Regions from separate parts of the Hordeum vulgare genome. Here region 1 is linked to region 2. The links are chromatin contacts, called in public Hi-C maps. All regions are on one chromosome and are shown on one strand. Each heading gives the region's core, a stretch centred on a gene start, on an enhancer-like site or on the middle of the called end of the contact. The rest is flanking DNA. Distances are from core to core; before and after follow the strand shown.

Evidence for each region. Hi-C and Micro-C count contacts between places; a contact is called where the count stands out from the background.
Region 1: a contact with region 2 is called in a Hi-C map of leaf, with 5 times the contacts expected there. The contact joins the enhancer-like site here to the promoter of LOC123445599 in region 2. A contact is called at or near these places in 2 of 6 Hi-C or Micro-C datasets (both in leaf).

The regions. Positions count from the first base shown.
Region 1 is chr3H:605,389,694-605,393,312 of MorexV3_pseudomolecules_assembly, reverse strand. No RefSeq gene overlaps it. Among protein-coding and RNA genes, the nearest start is that of LOC123442224, 50 kb to the left of the region's middle. Within about 2 kb of position 1,587, at least 2 of the 3 cell types and tissues checked have open chromatin away from gene starts, as enhancers often do. A contact at or near this core is called in leaf, where this site is marked.
Region 2 is chr3H:605,107,460-605,110,681 of MorexV3_pseudomolecules_assembly, reverse strand. LOC123445599 (mitochondrial import inner membrane translocase subunit PAM16 like 2-like) reads left to right here and starts at 1,408. Exons shown (of 4, transcript XM_045122607.1): 1 at 1,408-1,742; 2 at 1,839-1,926; 3 at 2,568-2,698; 4 at 3,155-3,222. The coding sequence starts at 1,740.

The DNA.
Region 1 (3,619 bases), core at 338-2,837, 280 kb before region 2:
TGAGAATACAATCAAAGCTCTTTTTTTTTCCTGCAGAAATACAATGAAATCTTGAAGACATCTTCTCCGTGGTACTAATCTTTGTAAGATAAAATACTACCAACACTTCAGGAAGAGAATGCATTTATATGGAAGCATCGGTATTGCAACTCGTTCACCAGCACCAACTTGCTAACCAATGAAGATTTCTCGAGTTACCCATCTAAAACGCGGAGATGACATGGATGATAAAGGTCCTTGAGTCGGGATGATCCCTTAGAAGTGCTCGCCATCAGGGGCGGAGCCAGAACTTTTGCGAAGCCTGGGCGAGTTTGAGCCTAAGTTTGTAATCTAGAAATAAGTTGAGTGTTCAAATGTACAATATTTAATATCACCATACTTTCGAACTACAAATCCACATTAATAATGTAGTAAAATTTAATGATTTGATTTTTTTAATTAATATTCAATTAGAGTGTTTTTGTTGACTAATAATATCATTGAGGGATGTGATTATAATGGACTACATCGGGCTTCATCATAACTAGAATGCGTACAACCAACACAAACCCACACACACAAAGAATCATGTCAACAAGAAGTAAGTCATACAAGGTCAAAGCTATGTTAGAAAATAAGAAACAAGCCCAAAGAAAGCCTCATGCCGCTCAAATGGCATCAGGAACGTAGCCCCGCCGTCGCCGTCGGTTACATGGAGGAAGTCGACGGAGCTAGCCGCCGGCAACAATGACGAAAGGGTGCATAGATTAGGCGTGAGAAAAAAAAAAGACGGGCTCGCCCCATGTCGCCCGCGGACAGCACATGGACAGTTTAGTTTCTATCTAGCCAACGAAGCGGTAATATTTAACTAAAAATTTTGTGCTCATTTCTAATTGGTGCGCAGAGGTCTGAAGAAGATAAATTCTCTCTCAAATTTCAATATATAACTATCTAAACCAAAAAAACTAGAGCCGTAAATTTTGGACCATCTGCAGTTGTGGATCATTCTCCGCGCCCTAACCTCAAAATTTCTATCAATTTCAAAATCAATTAGCAATATTACCTACTCCCCCATTTTTGAATATAAGTTTTTTTTTAAGATTTCACTATAAACTATATACGAAATAAAATAAACAAATTTATACTTTAAAATATATTTATATACATACATACGCAGAGTCTAGTAATTTTTTTAAGAAGACTTACATTCAGAGTGAGTAATAACGAAGGAGGAGCCGAGCAATCCAGCATGCAAAAAAGTTCCTGCAGATGGATCACCAGTGGCTGCCACGGCCACGGCCAGTCATCTGCACGATACGTGTGACAAACGAAGGACACGTACGAGGAAACGTAACAACTCGTCTTCCTTAGTGAGTATTTTTTGGGCCTTCCGACGCCTAAATTAGCCAATTAAGCCGTTACTTAAGAAGCCCAGCACAGTTTGACCGGGTAAACAATGATGTGCAGCAGGGTTTGTCCAATCGTGGCAAGCCTTCCTGCGCTGTCCAGCAACCAGCGAGCCCGGGCAACTGCCCAGGGTTACCGGGCGCTGGCTCCACCACTGTCTCCGGCAGTGTACTGCTTCACCAGCTTACAACGGGGGTGAACAGGCTGTTGCAGTTTAGCCCTACATATGTGAATGCGTACGACCACAGAATTTCGAGTAATGGTGCTCACTAATGTCCCACATGGCATGTAGGTCCAAAATACTGGACAGATATTTGGGCAAGTTGGCCGGCTAGATGGCCGTACTACGCCACGATGGCTTCGGCTAGATGGCCGTACTACGCCACGATGGCTGCATTATGTCAGGTACACCATCAAACTTTTACGGTCAATTTTGCAAAGAACACTTACAAATCGGATTTATTGCATAAAACACCATCTATTGATGTAATCTGTTATGATTGACCTTTTTTTATATCTGTTACTATAAAACACCAACAGGGGTCCCGCCCCCCTTCCATGAGGAATTTACTGTGATAAACTCCTCCTTTAACCCAAACTTCCTGCTAATTATCTGGCCTCTCTGATCTCCGTACCTCTATTGGCCCGTTTGTAAGTGCACATGATGGCAAAATAATAGGCCACACAAGTGGGCGGACTTAAGCCACCAATATCTCCCAAGCCAGTTGTCCAAATGAGGTTGTCTATAAAAATATTGCCCAACTGAGCCAAGTTTTCTTTCCAAGATCAATAGTAGGTGGGTGTAGATTTCATGAATTTCTAGCACACGGGAACGAAGGAGAAGCGACCCCACGACAATAGTCGGGATTCGCTCTTCTCCCTCACTGAAAGTCACACAAGTATCCCAACAGATTGAAAGTCAACCCAAACCATCAATTGTTTAACATTGCATATATCGAGTAATGAACTAAGTTTCAACATGACCTTTTCTAAAGACGGTGCATATATCGAGCGCCTAAAATTTACCGGAACAGAAATGAATTGAAATTTCGACAAAACATAGGCACTCGTAGGTGTTCCCGGCAAAATTATAATTAAAATGCTAAATTTTCTAAAAAGTGTCAATTTTTGCATAGCAATATTATCACGATGAAGTACTTAACCACTCAATCAAAAGAAACTTCGTCCTAGTGTTCTCTCTTTTATTTCATCCAACCATCTATATATCTATGTAATAACAAAGTAAACTAGATTATAAAAAAAGCGAAGTACATCATGCATCCATCAATCCATCTAACCATATATCCCTACATCCATCCATCCATCCATCCATCCATCTAATATCCATCTAAATGCATCCATCCATCTAAAAAAACAAAACCTAAAACTACTAATTGGATGAAAGCTAGGAAGGGGCTCACGATAGGGGCAGGGACGAGCCGGAGAAGGAGCGTGCAAGACCGACCAGCCCTCGTGGGGAGGCCCGGGATGTTGGAGGGCAGGGCTGTCCGGATACGTCAGCGGACGAGTCCGGGTGCCTCCACGGACGTATAGAGCGTCGAATTTGTCCAGTCCGGCTGTTGGTGCTCTAACTACCCCGGTTGTAGTATGGATTTTTCATTTGTCTTTATCTATATATATTTTTGAAACGAAGGCAAAAGCTTTGTCTCATCTATTAAATAAGAGATAATAGAGTTTGTTACAAACCATCCGATTACACGACATGTGGATTACTCTCGCAATATTATAAACCCTAGTTTTTTTTTGCATCAACGGTGACCCAGAGGCTAGCCTCCGACGCGATGGACGCAAGTAAAATAGTCGGTGGCGCGCTCTTGTGCTTGAAAACTCTTGCATTTCGCTTGTTCCATATCGTCCATGATATAAGCATGGTGAGGGATGCCTTTGCTTGCCTGAGTGGTGACTTTGTCTATATATATGACTATGCTAACTTTGGACTAGTCAGAATATAGCTACAGATCCGAACAACTTTTTATTTGATTGGTTTAACTAACCTGCATGCTTGTGTAGTGTGCGTGCCTCTATATGCATGCCCACATGTAATTAGAATTGTAGTTATTTAATATTTGATTGGTCGAAGTATGAATCTGCAACTTGACTTTTCTTTCTTTTGGAGTATTTGCAACTTGACTTGTCGGACCACAGCTCTGGTAGATGGACGTACTACTGGACCATCATAATTCTAGCTACATGCCATACTGGACTACGACGT
Region 2 (3,222 bases), core at 159-2,658:
TGCTCTTCGTTGATGTAGCTCTGAACTAAAGTGACTTTTAACCTTGGAGGCACACACACGCCCTCGCAAATTTAGAGCCAAAGCCCAACATGATGATGACTAAGAGCATCTTTAGCAGACCCCTTAAATTTGCAAACTGTAAAATTGCGATACGGATCGAAAAAGCATTTTAAGGGTTTATTTTAGCTACAGCCGAACAGATACTGTAAAACATACTGTAAAACTGGGATAAAGAACTCCTTCCTCCAGTCTGTCCGCCACCGCCCCAGCCGACCGTGCCGGCCACGTCGGCCGCGCCCAACCTCGTCGGTTGCGCCCCGTCGCTCGTCGGCCGCGCCCCGTCGCCTCCGCCGTCAGTGCCTTGCTCCATTGCCAACTGCGCTGGCCGAGCCGTGCCCCTTTGCCTGCCGCACCGGGAAGATTCCAACGGCCAGGCTGAGGTCATGAGAGGTCATTGCAAGGTCGAGCTATTTGGGCAAACTTCACGGTGGCGTGTTTGCTCCGAAGAGGTTTGACCAGTATACGCCCCCCCCCCCTCGGTTCGTCTTTCCAACCTTCAATTATAAAGGTTTCGGGTGTGCATTTTCGGTGACCCTTAAAAAATTTACGAGTTGGATCATTTTTATGGTCTGTGTTCTGAACATTTTTTCGACCAAAACTGCAAAACGCAAAAATTATAAGGATTTGTCCACTTATACGGGGTCTACTAGAGATGCTCTAAGCACACCTAGAAGCTCCGTGGCATTGAACCAACCCATCCAGGTATATTAGAGTCGGCACGGGTACTCGCATATTTTCTCTATTTACTTCAATCTTCCCCACGTTGCTCTTGCAGTGGCATGACATGCTCACCGGCTATGAGATGCCTGTGATGAATTTGTTAACCTTAAAATTCACCGGCATAATTTCTCGGAGAAGCTCGTAAAGATAGCATGTGCGCGCGTTCGTAGGGGTAAGTATATATTTTTTTTCTTTCTTTGTTTATAAAGAAGAGCACTTCGATGGCGAAAATCATCTTCTGAGCACGGGCTCAAATGATCGCGCTCACGAAAAAAATAAAAAGAAATACTAAAAAATTCAACAAATTCAAAAAAAAATTTGTGTAGTAGATAATTTGATGCATAAGGTTCGTTCCAAATTTTATATCATTTGGACATCTGAGCAGCTCTCAGCAAAAAAAATTAAATTGGGTCAAAAAAATTGTGAACAATGAACTTTTTCACAGACCCAGATTTTATCTTTTTTGCTAAGAGCGCCTCAGGTGCCTCTCAAAATTAAAGCGGACCTCACGCATATAATTATCTATCTAAATTTTTTAATATTTATTTTGATTTTTTCCGTCGGAACGGGTGTAGATGCACCCGAGAGCCGAAACGCCGGTCTCACTTGGATGGACTCTCGAGTTGTTTGTTGCAGGCCCAGTTGGGTAACGTCTTTCTTGCTTCCCAAGACGAAAACCCAAATCCAACACGCACAAAAAGCCCGGATTCGCCACAACCACAAAGCCAAACCCGTCTCCGCCAGCCAGCCAGAGAGCGATTCGCCGCCGCCGCCGCCGCCGCCGGCGTCAAGCCTCCAGGGAGCGAGCCCCTCCGTCCACAAGACAGCCTCGCACCACCGGCCCCCGTCCCGCGCTCCCTCACGGGCACCGCGTCTCCCGCGAGAACCGCGCCCGCCTAGCTAGCCAGGGTGTCCGCCACCGCCGGAGAGAGGAAGGGGAGGACCAGAACCAGAGCGCGATGGTACGTGCGCTGCCCTCTCGATACTTTTCTCGATCTGATCCGTGCTCCAGCTTTTGTGAATCGCGTGCCTGATGATCCGGTTCGATGGTTCCGCAGGCCGGACGGCTCCTCGGGCAACTCCTCGTCATGGGCGGCGCCGTCGTCGGCAGGGCCGTGGTGCAGGCCTACCGCCAGGCCATCGTCAGTGAGTGCCCCCCCTCCCCCTCTATCTGTTGCCTGCTCCGTATCTCTAGCTCACAGGGCCAGATGCCAAAAGATGCCTTCTTTTGCCCCTTCTGAACATGTCGCGGTGCCCCTTGCTGTCCAAAACTGAGTGGTGATGAATGCTACAGTGTTAAAATGTGAATGAATGATGCACGCAATTTTTGATATTTTGTAATCATGTACGCTTTGTGTATGTTCTTGTCATGAATAATCATCATTTAGTATCAAAGCAGGATGCGCACAGGGAATTCATTTAGCAGCCTGAATAAGCATTGGACTATGAATGAACCAAAACCTGATTCACCTTTTACTCCATTAGACCCTGTCTGGAATCGTTTCTTGCCTTTAGATCAGGGCCCTTGTTTGCCTACCCATGACTTTTACTAGTTCAGGTTTAAGATTCAATAGACATTCATTTTTTTTTTATGAATGCTGATATGGGCTGAATTATTGACCATATCCTGCACAGGACACAGTTCTCATGTGTAATTGTAAAGCTGACTTCGAGGTTTGTTCTTCCTTTTGGTTGCTTATAGATGCATAGAGACATCTCCCTGACTGTTTGCCTGAGCAACTTGCAGTTTTCTGAATGCAACTAATAATTCCTGATTTGTCTTATAGATGCACAGAGAACCGGAGCTGCACAGGAAGCTGTGAACGGTATTCGAAGGGCTAGCAAGGCCATGACTGAGCAAGAAGCCCGGCAAATATTGGGTATCAGTGAAAAGACGAGTTGGGAAGAGATCGTGCAGGTGTGTGTGATGATAGAAGCCTATTCTCTTGATACATCTTACTATAGCACATGGATTAAGGCTTTTCCTCCATGTGTTTGTTTTCATGTAATTAAGAGTTTCAAAAGCATATCTATAATGACTTGCTTCATCTTAAAACTGATGTTAAATTGCAGATGTATACTTTCATTTATATCTTTTAGTACCTGTCATGATATTCGCATGAACTAAGGTTTTTTCTCCATGTGTTTGTTTTCATGAAATTAAGAGTTTCAAGCACATATACAGTAGTTTGCTTGAGCGTAATACTGATGTTAAATTGCAGGAATATTGAACAATGCCAACATCATGTACACTGTCGTTTTATTGCTCTGTATCAACATCTCATAGTTGCGATTGTGAGAAGCACATGTATATCCATTTGCTCTAGACACGAAATCCTGATGCCTGGCTTCCTCCCTTCTGAATATTTTGCAGAAGTATGATACGATGTTTGAGAAGAACGCCAAGAGTGGAAGCTTCTATCTCCAGTCGAAAGTACACCG